3 separate regions of the Mus musculus genome follow, and all the other regions are linked to region 3. A link is a contact called in public HiChIP or PLAC-seq and promoter capture Hi-C data. All regions are on one chromosome and are shown on one strand. Each heading gives the region's core, a stretch centred on a gene start, on an enhancer-like site or on the middle of the called end of the contact. The rest is flanking DNA. Distances are from core to core; before and after follow the strand shown. Region 1 holds the start of Des (desmin). Region 2 holds the start of Obsl1 (obscurin-like 1). Region 3 holds the start of Wnt6 (wingless-type MMTV integration site family, member 6).

Region 1 (3,123 bases), core at 137-2,636, 590 kb before region 3:
TAAGTAGGCCCGGTTGGCCTTGTATTTGCTCCGTATCCTAGGCTTGCCTAGAACTCATGGCAGTTCTGTATCATCCTCCCTAGTGCTGGAATTACAGGGGGTGCCCCCATATCCGGATTATTCAGCCTCTTTTACTGGATCGTGGTGGAATGGGTCACAGCCTTTATCCACTGTCCCCTTTACTCAAACCTGTCCATTTACCAAGTGCAATAACATTACCTCAGCTAGGCCCAGGGGCCTAGCCCCCACCCCACCCCCATCCCCGCCCCTCCCTTGGGCCTCATCACAGCTAAGCTTAAAACTACTGCCTGGCTTCCCTCCTGCTCTTCCCAGCCCATCCATCCTTCCAGGCTCTCATCAGCCTCGCTTCTCCCTCAGAACGTGCTCTGACCCTTTCCTTGACTATGGTCATCATCACTCTAGCAACTTAGCATCCTTTCACAGGCAGCTGCCCACCGTGCACTAGGCAAGGTTCCCCCATTTCCCCCATTTCCCCCATTTCTTCTGTCTACCTTCCCAAGACTACTACTCCAGTGTTACATAGAAGGGGCCAGGAAAGATCTCTACTTAGCGAACACCGGGGAATGACCTTTTCCAAACATGGGCTGAGGAGGGAGGGTCTCAGGCGAGGGGGAGGGGGGCTGCTGGGGACGGGGGTGAGGGGAAAGATCTGGGAGGCCCTCACTTGGCCTTGAGCCTCTGCAGGTCGTCTATCAGGTTGTCACGCTCCACGTCGACCCGGGCGCGCTGGTTGGTGAGCACCTCCACCTGGCGCCGCAGCTCGCGCATCTCCTCCTCGTAGAGCTCGGCGACCCGAGTCGGTTCGCGGCCCTTGAGCCGGTTGACCTCGGCGGCGAGCGCGGCGTTCTGCTGCTCCAAGAAGCGCACCTTCTCGATGTAGTTGGCGAAGCGGTCATTGAGCTCTTGCAGCTCCACCTTCTCGTTGGTGCGCGTGGCCAGGAACTCCTGGTTCACAGCGTCGGCCAGGGAGAAGTCCAGCAGCTCGCCCGCGCCATAGGATGGCGCTCGGGTGGTCCCCAGCCGGCTAGACCGCAGCGACCCCAAGCCTCCAGCCCCGCCCGACGTGCGCGACACCTGGTACACGCGGGATGTCATTGAACTCGAGGAGCCCTTGGTACCGAAGCCTGCTCGAGGGAACACGGGAGAGCTCAGCGGGGAGCCCAGAGAGAAGCCCGGGGCGCCGCCGAAGGTGCGGCGGTAGGAGGACACGCGCTGGCTGGACGAGTAGGCCTGGCTCATGGTGGCGGCGTGGACGAGGCTGGCTGGGCGGACGCACAGAGGAGGCAGCGGGCGGGCAGCCGGCTGGAGTGGATGTGAAGATGGGTGACGGAGCCCCTTAGCTGTCTGCACTATTTGTAGCCCTCCTGACATCACCCCCCGGCGCCCCTCCCCTGACAGCTGCAGGATCCCTCTGTCCTGCCAGGAAAAGGGCGGCCACAGGCGAGGGGGCGGGGAGGCCAGCTCCCCCGCAAGAGGCCTGCGCCCCTGGACAGCCCCAAGAGGACAGAAGACAGGCAGGCCTGCTGGGTTTCACAGGGCAAGGAGCTGACAGGAGACCCCCGGCCGGCCCCTTTTTTTCCATTTGGATGCCTGCCTTATCCTGGGGAAAGCGGGCTAGAGAATTTCGTTTGTTTGAGGCCCCCTATTTTCTCCGAGGAGAGGTTTTAGGTTATTGGAATGAACAAGAAGGACCCCCGAAGTGTTTTATTCGCACAAGTTGCCTAGAAAATGCTGAGGTTTCCAACGACTGTGGGCAAAGCCCGGACAGGTCTCTACCATCCTTTCAAAAGAGTCTCTAGGTAGGCCTGTAGGGTAGGTACCGGTTAGTCAGAGAGTGACCCTGGCCGGGGCACATGCATATCACTGATACCTGGGTTTTAACTCTGAGCCTCAGTTTCCCTTGGGAGGAATGTTGGCCTTCTGCTTCCCTCAAGTTTATAGCCAGCAAGATAGTTTCCAGAATCTTCTGACGACTGTTTCCAACTGCGTGTAGTCGCACCCCCGCATCGCCTTTGCCTGACTCCTGCGCCCCTGTCTCCCTCGCCCCCTCTCTGATTCATCCCCCTACTCACACCGCCCACACCCACTCACACCACGGGTTTGTGTTTTGTCAGGAGATGCATGTCAAGCCAGCCGTCTCCCTAGCAGCAACAGCTGCCAAGGCGAAATACCAGAGCTGGTATTTATAGAGGAGAAGGAAAGGCCCAGCTAGGAAGCAAGGTACAGGAGAGGCGTTCTGGGGACTGGGAGCCAGGCACCTGAGGAGACAGAGGTGTCAAGGAAGGCTGACAGCGACAAGCTTCAGTCACTCCAGGACCCCAACAGAGATGAAGGCCTGGGGTGTGTTCGCCTCTCTCTTCCCTGAAGCACAAGGCGCACACCGACCCCTAAGGGCATCTACATTTCTCTGTGCACCTTGCTGCAGCTCTTCACTGAGCCCTGACCCTCCTAGAACACAAACCCTGGAGATAGAGTACTAGATTAGGGGTCCATAGCTCAACCTTGGAAATGGAGCCCTGGATTAGGAGCCGTAGTCCTACCCAGGGCTGGTCAGAGAGAAAGCGGTGCCAAAAGGCATGTCCTTGTCCTCCCTACCTCTCAGGGTCCTTAGTCATAGAGTGGGGGCCAAACAGCTTCGCATGACTGTGCAATGAGCCTTTGAACAGGCCAGGGAGACAATAAAGCATACACCAACAATAACAATAATGCCTTATATGTACTGATCCCTGCTGGGAACACCACGCCTGTGACTCCCCAGTTCTCCGATAGCATCGTGAAGCAGGGGCCACATAAATGCCATTTGCGTAGCGTAGCATAGTGAGGTAGCCTGACTACAGGGTCTAGGTGATTGGCTCTTTCTCTGCCATAGAAATGAGCCAATTCAAGCCAGATTAGATGATTTTAAAGGCAGGTTTGTTGGGGAGCTGCTCTCAGGCGAGTTCACTGACCCCAAGGATGGAGGCCAGGGGAGTTTCATGGGTGGGGAGAGGAGGAAAGAGAAAGAAGAGAGAAAGGGCTCTAGCTCAGAGAGAGAAGAAGAGAGACCAAAATGTCTGGATTATATAGGGATGAGCCTATGGGAAAAGGGCAGCTAAGCCCCTG
Region 2 (3,428 bases), core at 771-3,270, 730 kb before region 3:
ACAGGGTAGGGAGACAGCTCAGTTGAAGTACTTGTTGTGTCTGCATTAGGACCAGAGTTCAATCCCAGGACCGACATAAAGAACTGGATGCGATCTCACAGGACCGAGGAGACAGACACCCGTCAGGCTAACTAATTAGTGAGGTCCTGGTTCAGTGAGAGACTGACTCAAAAACAATGGTGGAGAGTGACTAAGGAAGATGTTCAGGGTCAACCTCTGACCTCCCCGCATTTCCAGGCATATGCATAAACTAACGAAGACAGAGGAGGAGGAAAAGAGAAAGAATGGAAGGGAAAGGAGAAGAGAGCAGAGGTCAGCCCTTCCCAGGGAAGTGTAGCTGCCATTTCTGGTCCAGTGGACACAGACTATGGGAAATATTATGGGCCAGCTGTAGTCAAGACTGCAATTGGGGCCGTACTAGAACACAGTCCCTCGCGTTACAAATTCTAACAACTGATCCATTCTCAAGACAAGACACTGAGGCGGCTGACAGTCAGCTAGTAAGTGGCAAGACTGGGATTCCACTTGATATGAAATCCATACTTTCGGTACTACTACTACGCTGCCTGGAGATGAAGGCAGGGAAGCGAGGAGACCTCAGAGTGAGCCAGATGGGGCTTGGGGAGAGTAGGGGGCACAAAACGCAGGACAGACCACAGGCAGCAACAGAAGCTGTCTCTACAGAGCCTTAGCTTCCCCTTTTGTATTCCAGGCATGCTAGGCTCACTGGATCAGTCCCGCTTGAGAAGTAGAGGCTACCACCTATCTGATGTTGAGGTAGAGGCTACCACCTGTTTGATGTCGATCAGAGGGGCTTAGGAACTGGCCCCTTGCCGCAAAGCCAGCTGAGTTGTGGGGCTGCCATTCATACCCAGAGCTGCCTGATTCCCAAGCCCATGAAGTAGGTACCGGCTACTCTTCAAAGTTGACCTGCCAATCCCCAACTTCATTACCTGTAGCTGGGAAAAGGATAGCCTGGGAGACATCTTCCTCCTCTGGTTCAGAGGTCCTGTGCATGAAACCCCCAACGGCATGTCTTCGAGGCAGACGCCTTATTCCAGGATCCCCACCTTCCCCATCCATTGCTGGGGGCCCCAAGGCATCTAGGAATAGAGCCTTCACCTTGGCCAGGACGAGCTCCCGGACAAGTTCGGGTCCCTGGCAGCTGTCCACATCCCGTAGGGTCAACAGCAAAAGGAGCAGCAGAGACCGCTGGCTCACCATAGTTCACTTGCCCTGATGACAGGGAACCCACACGCTGCCCTGTGCCCTTTCTGTCTAGGACCTCCCCACTGTCCCCTCCCCATCCCACTGCTGGCCTTCTTCTACCCTTCTCACCCCAGTCTCCCCCAGTCCTTCCCACGCCCCACAGTCCCAGTCGCCCCTGCCCATGGCATTGAGACCTCCTATCTCTGACGCAGATGTCTGTGGCCCTGAGCCTTATCTCCCACTCCCGCCAAGAATGTGGGGGAAGGGGCTGTGATGGGTATTCACCCCAAGTGACCTGACCCATTCAGGCAAGCATACAACCCACTCCTCAAATACACACACACACACACACACACACACACACACACACACACACACACACACATAGAATCTACATCAGGTACCACAGGTGCCTGGGTGCTTAAGGTTGACCAGTCATCAAATCATTTGTCAGAAGGACAGAATGCACCACCCCCCTCAGACTTTCTGGCGCTCTTTTCAATCCTAGCAGCTGCTAGGCCAACGTGGGAGGGTAGACCTAGGGTTGAGGCTCTGGGCCGAGGGCAGGTGGTCCCGCCTGCTCTATACTTAGCCTGGAGGAGCCAGTCTGAGCTCTTGTCCTCCAGCTGTGTCATCAGAGAATATTTTTGGGATTGGCAGCTGCAGGCGACAAAGTCACTCAAGCCCAAGCCAGGCCCGCAGTTGGAGACCTGGAGGCCGGAGGTGGGAGGGAGGGAGGAGAAAGAGGCCCAGGCTGTGGGAGGGGGCTGGAAAGAGAGACTCCCAAGAGCAGGAAGCCCGGCCGCGGGCAGTCTAGGCTGTAGGGCCCCTCGCTGAGCAGGCAAACAGGAAGGACAGCCCCCTGAGCTCTGGGCTCCCGGCCCGGGAATTGCCGCGTAGCAGGGCTGCGGCCAGGGTCCAGGGTAAAGAGGCGAGCGGTCACAGGAGTCCCACCGGTCCCGGCGCCCGCTCCGCCACGCCCTGGTCTCGGCTCCCGGCCTTCCCGCGCGCCCAGGCGAGCCATCTGCAGCGGCCGCAATGAAGGCCGGATCAGGGGATCAGGGGAGCCCCCCGTGTTTCCTACGCTTCCCGCGGCCCGTGCGGGTGGTAAGTGGAGCGGAGGCCGAGCTCAAATGCGTGGTCCTGGGAGAGCCGCCGCCCACTGTCGTGTGGGAGAAAGGCGGGCAGCAGCTGGTGGCCTCCGAGCGCCTAAGCTTTCCGGAGGACGGCGCCGAGCACGGCCTGCTGCTGAGCGGCGCGCTGCCCACCGACGCCGGGGTCTACGTGTGCCGCGCCCGCAACGCGGCCGGAGAGGCCTACGCGGCGGCCGCCGTCACCGTGCTGGAACCCCCGGCCCCCGAGCCGGAGCCCGAGTCCTCCGAGTGTCCGCTGCCAACACCGGGCACCGGGGAGGGCGCCCCGAAGTTCCTGACGGGGCCCCAGTCCCAGTGGGTGCTGCGAGGGGAGGAGGTGGTGCTGACGTGCCAGGTGGGAGGCCTTCCGGAGCCCAAGCTGTACTGGGAGAAGGATGGGATGGCCTTGGACGAAGTATGGGACAGCAGCCACTTCAAGCTGGAGCCCGGCCGCGGCGCGAGTGACGAGGGCGCGAGCCTGACGTTGCGCATCCTGGCGGCACGGCTGCCCGATTCCGGGGTGTACGTGTGTCACGCCCGCAACGCGCACGGCCACGCGCAGGCGGGCGCGCTGCTCCAGGTGCACCAGCCCCGCGAGAGCCCGCCCCAGGATCCCGATGAGAACCCCAAACCCGTGTTGGAGCCGCTCAAAGGCGCGCCCAAGACCTTCTGGGTGAACGAGGGCAAGCACGCCAAATTCCGCTGCTACGTGATGGGCAAACCTGAGCCCGAGATCGAATGGCACTTGGAGGGCCGCCCTCTGCTCCCCGATCGCCGCCGCCTCATGTACCGCGACCGCGACGGCGGCTTTGTACTTAAGGTGCTCTACTGCCAGGCCAAGGACCGTGGGCTCTACGTGTGCGCGGCGCGCAACTCGGCGGGCCAGACCCTAAGCGCGGTCCAGCTGCACGTGAAAGGTAGAGCACCGTGCTTCCAGTGCCCCCAGAGGTCCTTCTTGCTCATGTCCACCCCCATGTCCGGAGGAATATTGAATTCCAGTACACTGATGAATTTCTTAGCCAGCTACCCAGGTGGTAAAAACCACTAAGCCAAGGAATAGACTGTGTAAATCTTAACAATCCTAGA
Region 3 (3,270 bases), core at 646-3,145:
TTATTTTTATTTTTTACTCTTTATTTTGAATTGAAAGTAACCCCACTTTTCATCCTAAGGAGACCTGGGAGATGAGAGGCTGGACTGGGAAGAGGGCTCCTAATGTCAGATCATTTTATAGATCTTCCCCCACAGCCCTCCTGGCAAGCCTGCCACATAGGGAGATTGTTCTTTAAAAGCTGAGAGTTTGTAGGTCAAGGTGGGAAAATGATTCACCCAAGACCACAGATTAAACTGGGATTAGATACATCTGTCAAAACTGCTAAATACTGCGTTGCAGCAAGAACTCAAGGCGCATGTTTCCTAACCCGAACCTGGATCTTGTATTAGCCCTCTCACTGACACCCACGAGGATGTCTTTCCCGCGTCGCGGAAGGATAGCGGCCAGCAGCTTCCTGTGTGGGCATAGTACTCAATCTCTGTTGAAGAGAGGGATGGGCCTGCCCCACCCCTGGGTCCAAAGCCGCGAAGGCGGGTGAGAGGGCTGAGAGGGTAGAAATTCAGCCAATGGCGGGGCTATATGCAAATGTAGAAGTCCTTGCTTTCTTAGGGTTGGCTAATCTATCAGCACTCTTGCCCAAATCCCTCCTCCTCCTCTCTGAACACTGAACTATTCCGGGCGGGTGTTTGTGGCTCTAAAAAACTAAGAGGAAAAAAGTCTTGAAGATTTGGATCTGAGTTGTCCTGGCGCCCCCCACCCCCGCTGCCCCTCCTCTGTCCTTCCCCTCAAGGCTCAAAGCTTTGGAAACCCTCGAAGTCTAGGTGTCTGCTCTGGCTAAATCCCAGAGTTCGGATCTGAGAATTTACCCCATCTCTCGGCTGGCCAGGCTCCTACTGGCTTCATCAGATCGCTCTCAAGAGTTCCTACACCTCCTCCGCTACACATTAAAAAAAAAAAAAAAATTCCTTACTTCCCAGTTCTGGAAGAGAGGGCCTCCGGGATCTCCCCTCTGTCTTTCTTACTCGCTATGGGAAAAGCAGAGAAGTCAGAGTCCTGACTCAGTTTCCCCATTTGCATTCCCTATTCCTGTACTACTGCCAATGCTGAAGGGGCCAGCAATGGTGAGGTGGTAGGCAATGAGGCGCGGGCAAGAGGCAGCCGTTTGACTCTCTCTGTCTTAGAGCTTTCCACCTTGTTCCTGTCTGTTCCCCAAATCTAGCTCGAGGGCCCTTCTCGCCCGTCCCCACCCCTCCTCACCCCGTTCTCACCCAATCTCTCACTATGGATTTCATGATGTCCAACAGCTCTTCCCTACCTATCTGCCAACTCCTTGATGATGCGAATTGGACACATTTCTTTGGGGGAAGGAAGACTATACGGGAAGAAAACACAATAGAGTATCCAGGGGTACAGAACGTCAAAGTGGCACTTCAGAAGTGCTCGGGCAGAGACCCGAAAGGAACTGTCTGCGAGGGTCCCGGTGCAACCTCCCGATAGCTGGGATCCTGGAGCGGGTAGAGCCTGAAGGCAGCAGGATCGCTGTGCCAAGTCCCAAGACTGGCTCTGGGTCCCCACCCTCTGGTGTTTGGAGCTGCGCGGGAGACAGTCCCACTCAGCACTCACCACCACAGTCCATCGACGTGCGCGGGGCACAAGAGCAGCAGCAGCAGTCCGAGGCGGGAGGGCACCGGCGGCAGCATCCTGAGAGCTCTACCGCAGTCTGGCCGGGGAGGCGGCTGGGGGTGGGGAGTGAAGCTGCGGGGTGAGCCGGGGCGCGCGGGCACCGGGCTTCAGGGCAAACGCGGCGACCGAGGCGGCGGCCCGGAGACTAGGGCTCCGGCGGCGGTGGCGGCGGGGGGGCCCATCCCGGGCGAGGAGGGCGCGGCGGAGGCGGAGAGCGGACCCAGCAGCCAGCGCCTGTGTCTCCTGCGGAGCTCGCTGGAGAGAAGAAATCAGAGCCGGGGGCGGGGGTGGGAGGGGAGCGGGGCCGAAGCGTGGGCGGGGGAGGGGGACAGGGGGGCCACGGGGGTGGCAGTTGCGACAGTCAGGCGGCGGGACTCTTGGGAGGGAGCCGTGCGCCCCGGGGCGGCGGGCGCAGAGCGCAGCGGAGGGCGGGTGCTGGGGCGGGGCCGCGCGCTCACGGGTGCGGGTCCCGCCCGCCTGCCCCTCTCCTAGCCTCTGCGGGGTTGTCCCCTGCCATCCCTGGACCTGGGGCATGGAGGGGCGGGATGAATAGTCGAGAAGGGTAAGGGGGGGAGGGAGGAAGAACTGGGGAAGGGGGACTGGCTGGGAGACGTTTGACAGGTTTGTTGACTGTAAAGAGAGAAAACTTCCCAGGAATGAGGGAGTTTGGGGGGAGGGAACAGTACGTAGGGATATACAGATGGGGGCCAGGGAGGAAGTCGGCCGGGGGCGCAGGATGCTCGGTAGAAGGCTGTCCAACTGGATCGCCAGCCCAACGAACTTAGGAGGCGTTACCAACTCCCGCGTCTTTTGCCCCTTCTTCAGCCTCTGTCCCAGCAAGGGAACGAGCCCGAGGCCTGGGTTCTAGCTCCCTAGCCTTGCAGCCGCAGCCAGCCGATGTTGGGGGCGGACAGTGTGGGGGAGATAAGACAGCAAGTGGAACCTCTCCAGGGCCTGCGCTCCAGTATTCGCTACTCATAAACGTGGCGGAGGGCCGAGGTTGCTGACTTCCAAGAGAAGAGGGGTCAGCGCTGGCTGTGGTCAGGTCTCACTTGTCCGCGGGTTCCTGGAGCCTCAAGTTCCTCCCCCAACTTGGCCAGGGCAGAAGGGGTGGGAGAGCCAGCTGCAGGTGAGATGGCGTTTATCTGATTCTCTAATGCCACAAAAATGTCTTTGATGCCCCTGACCCCCTCCCCACGGGGGGAGATCAAAGGCCTCGTGGGGAGGAGGGACAGCTCCATTCATCAAGCCAAGCGGCTGGCAGCGGGCGGCAGCCTCTGCTGCTCTGGCCTGGGGCAGAGGCCCCCCGACGTGCCCCAGGAGTGCAGAGGGACAGGTGGTGCGGACATTCCGAAGCAGGAGCCAATTTCCCCGCCACCGCTATCTAGAGGGCCCATCAACCTTAAACAGGGGACCTTAAGCCCACGTGGCAGAAATTTCACACCAGAGGGGAAAGTTCCTTGTCGTTTGGGGTGGGGAGGAATTTAGAAGTGGAAACGGAGAACAGTGCCAAGATAGACAAACACCGCTGGTGAGCAAAGAGGAGGGCCGGTCCAGAGAGTCGTCCAGAGAGTGGGGCAAATGGGCAAAGATGAGACTGGGGGACCAGAAAGAAGGCAGGAGAAGGCCACAGATGCCTACATCAG

What was found. Promoter capture Hi-C pulls out the DNA fragments that hold promoters and counts their contacts. HiChIP or PLAC-seq counts read pairs in DNA pulled down with a chosen protein or histone mark.
Region 1: a promoter capture Hi-C map of embryonic stem cells shows a contact between it and region 3. The contact joins the promoter of Des here to the promoter of Wnt6 in region 3. A contact is called at or near these places in 3 of 39 promoter capture datasets (embryonic stem cells and liver) and 1 of 115 datasets of contacts at active chromatin or transcription factors (pancreatic cancer cells).
Region 2: a contact with region 3 is called in an H3K4me3 HiChIP or PLAC-seq map of bone marrow-derived macrophages, with 3 times the contacts expected there. The contact joins the promoter of Obsl1 here to the promoter of Wnt6 in region 3. A contact is called at or near these places in 1 of 39 promoter capture datasets (liver), 1 of 115 datasets of contacts at active chromatin or transcription factors (bone marrow-derived macrophages) and 1 of 9 other capture datasets (liver).

The regions. Positions count from the first base shown.
Region 1 is chr1:75,358,555-75,361,677 of GRCm38.p6, reverse strand. It overlaps Des (desmin), which reads right to left and starts at 1,386. Exons shown (of 9, transcript NM_010043.2): 1 at 686-1,386. The coding sequence starts at 1,260. RefSeq lists a promoter at 1,344-1,424, silencers at 1,425-1,712, 1,879-1,924, cis regulatory regions at 1,713-1,879, 1,154-2,322, 1,275-3,123, 738-3,123 and an enhancer at 1,924-2,323.
Region 2 is chr1:75,505,044-75,508,471 of GRCm38.p6, reverse strand. It overlaps Obsl1 (obscurin-like 1), which reads left to right and starts at 2,020. Exons shown (of 20, transcript NM_178884.5): 1 at 2,020-3,259. The coding sequence starts at 2,248. It overlaps Inha (inhibin alpha), which reads right to left and starts at 1,395. Exons shown (of 2, transcript NM_010564.5): 1 at 954-1,395. The coding sequence starts at 1,224.
Region 3 is chr1:74,770,517-74,773,786 of GRCm38.p6, reverse strand. It overlaps Wnt6 (wingless-type MMTV integration site family, member 6), which reads right to left and starts at 1,895. Exons shown (of 4, transcript NM_009526.3): 1 at 1,565-1,895. The coding sequence starts at 1,641.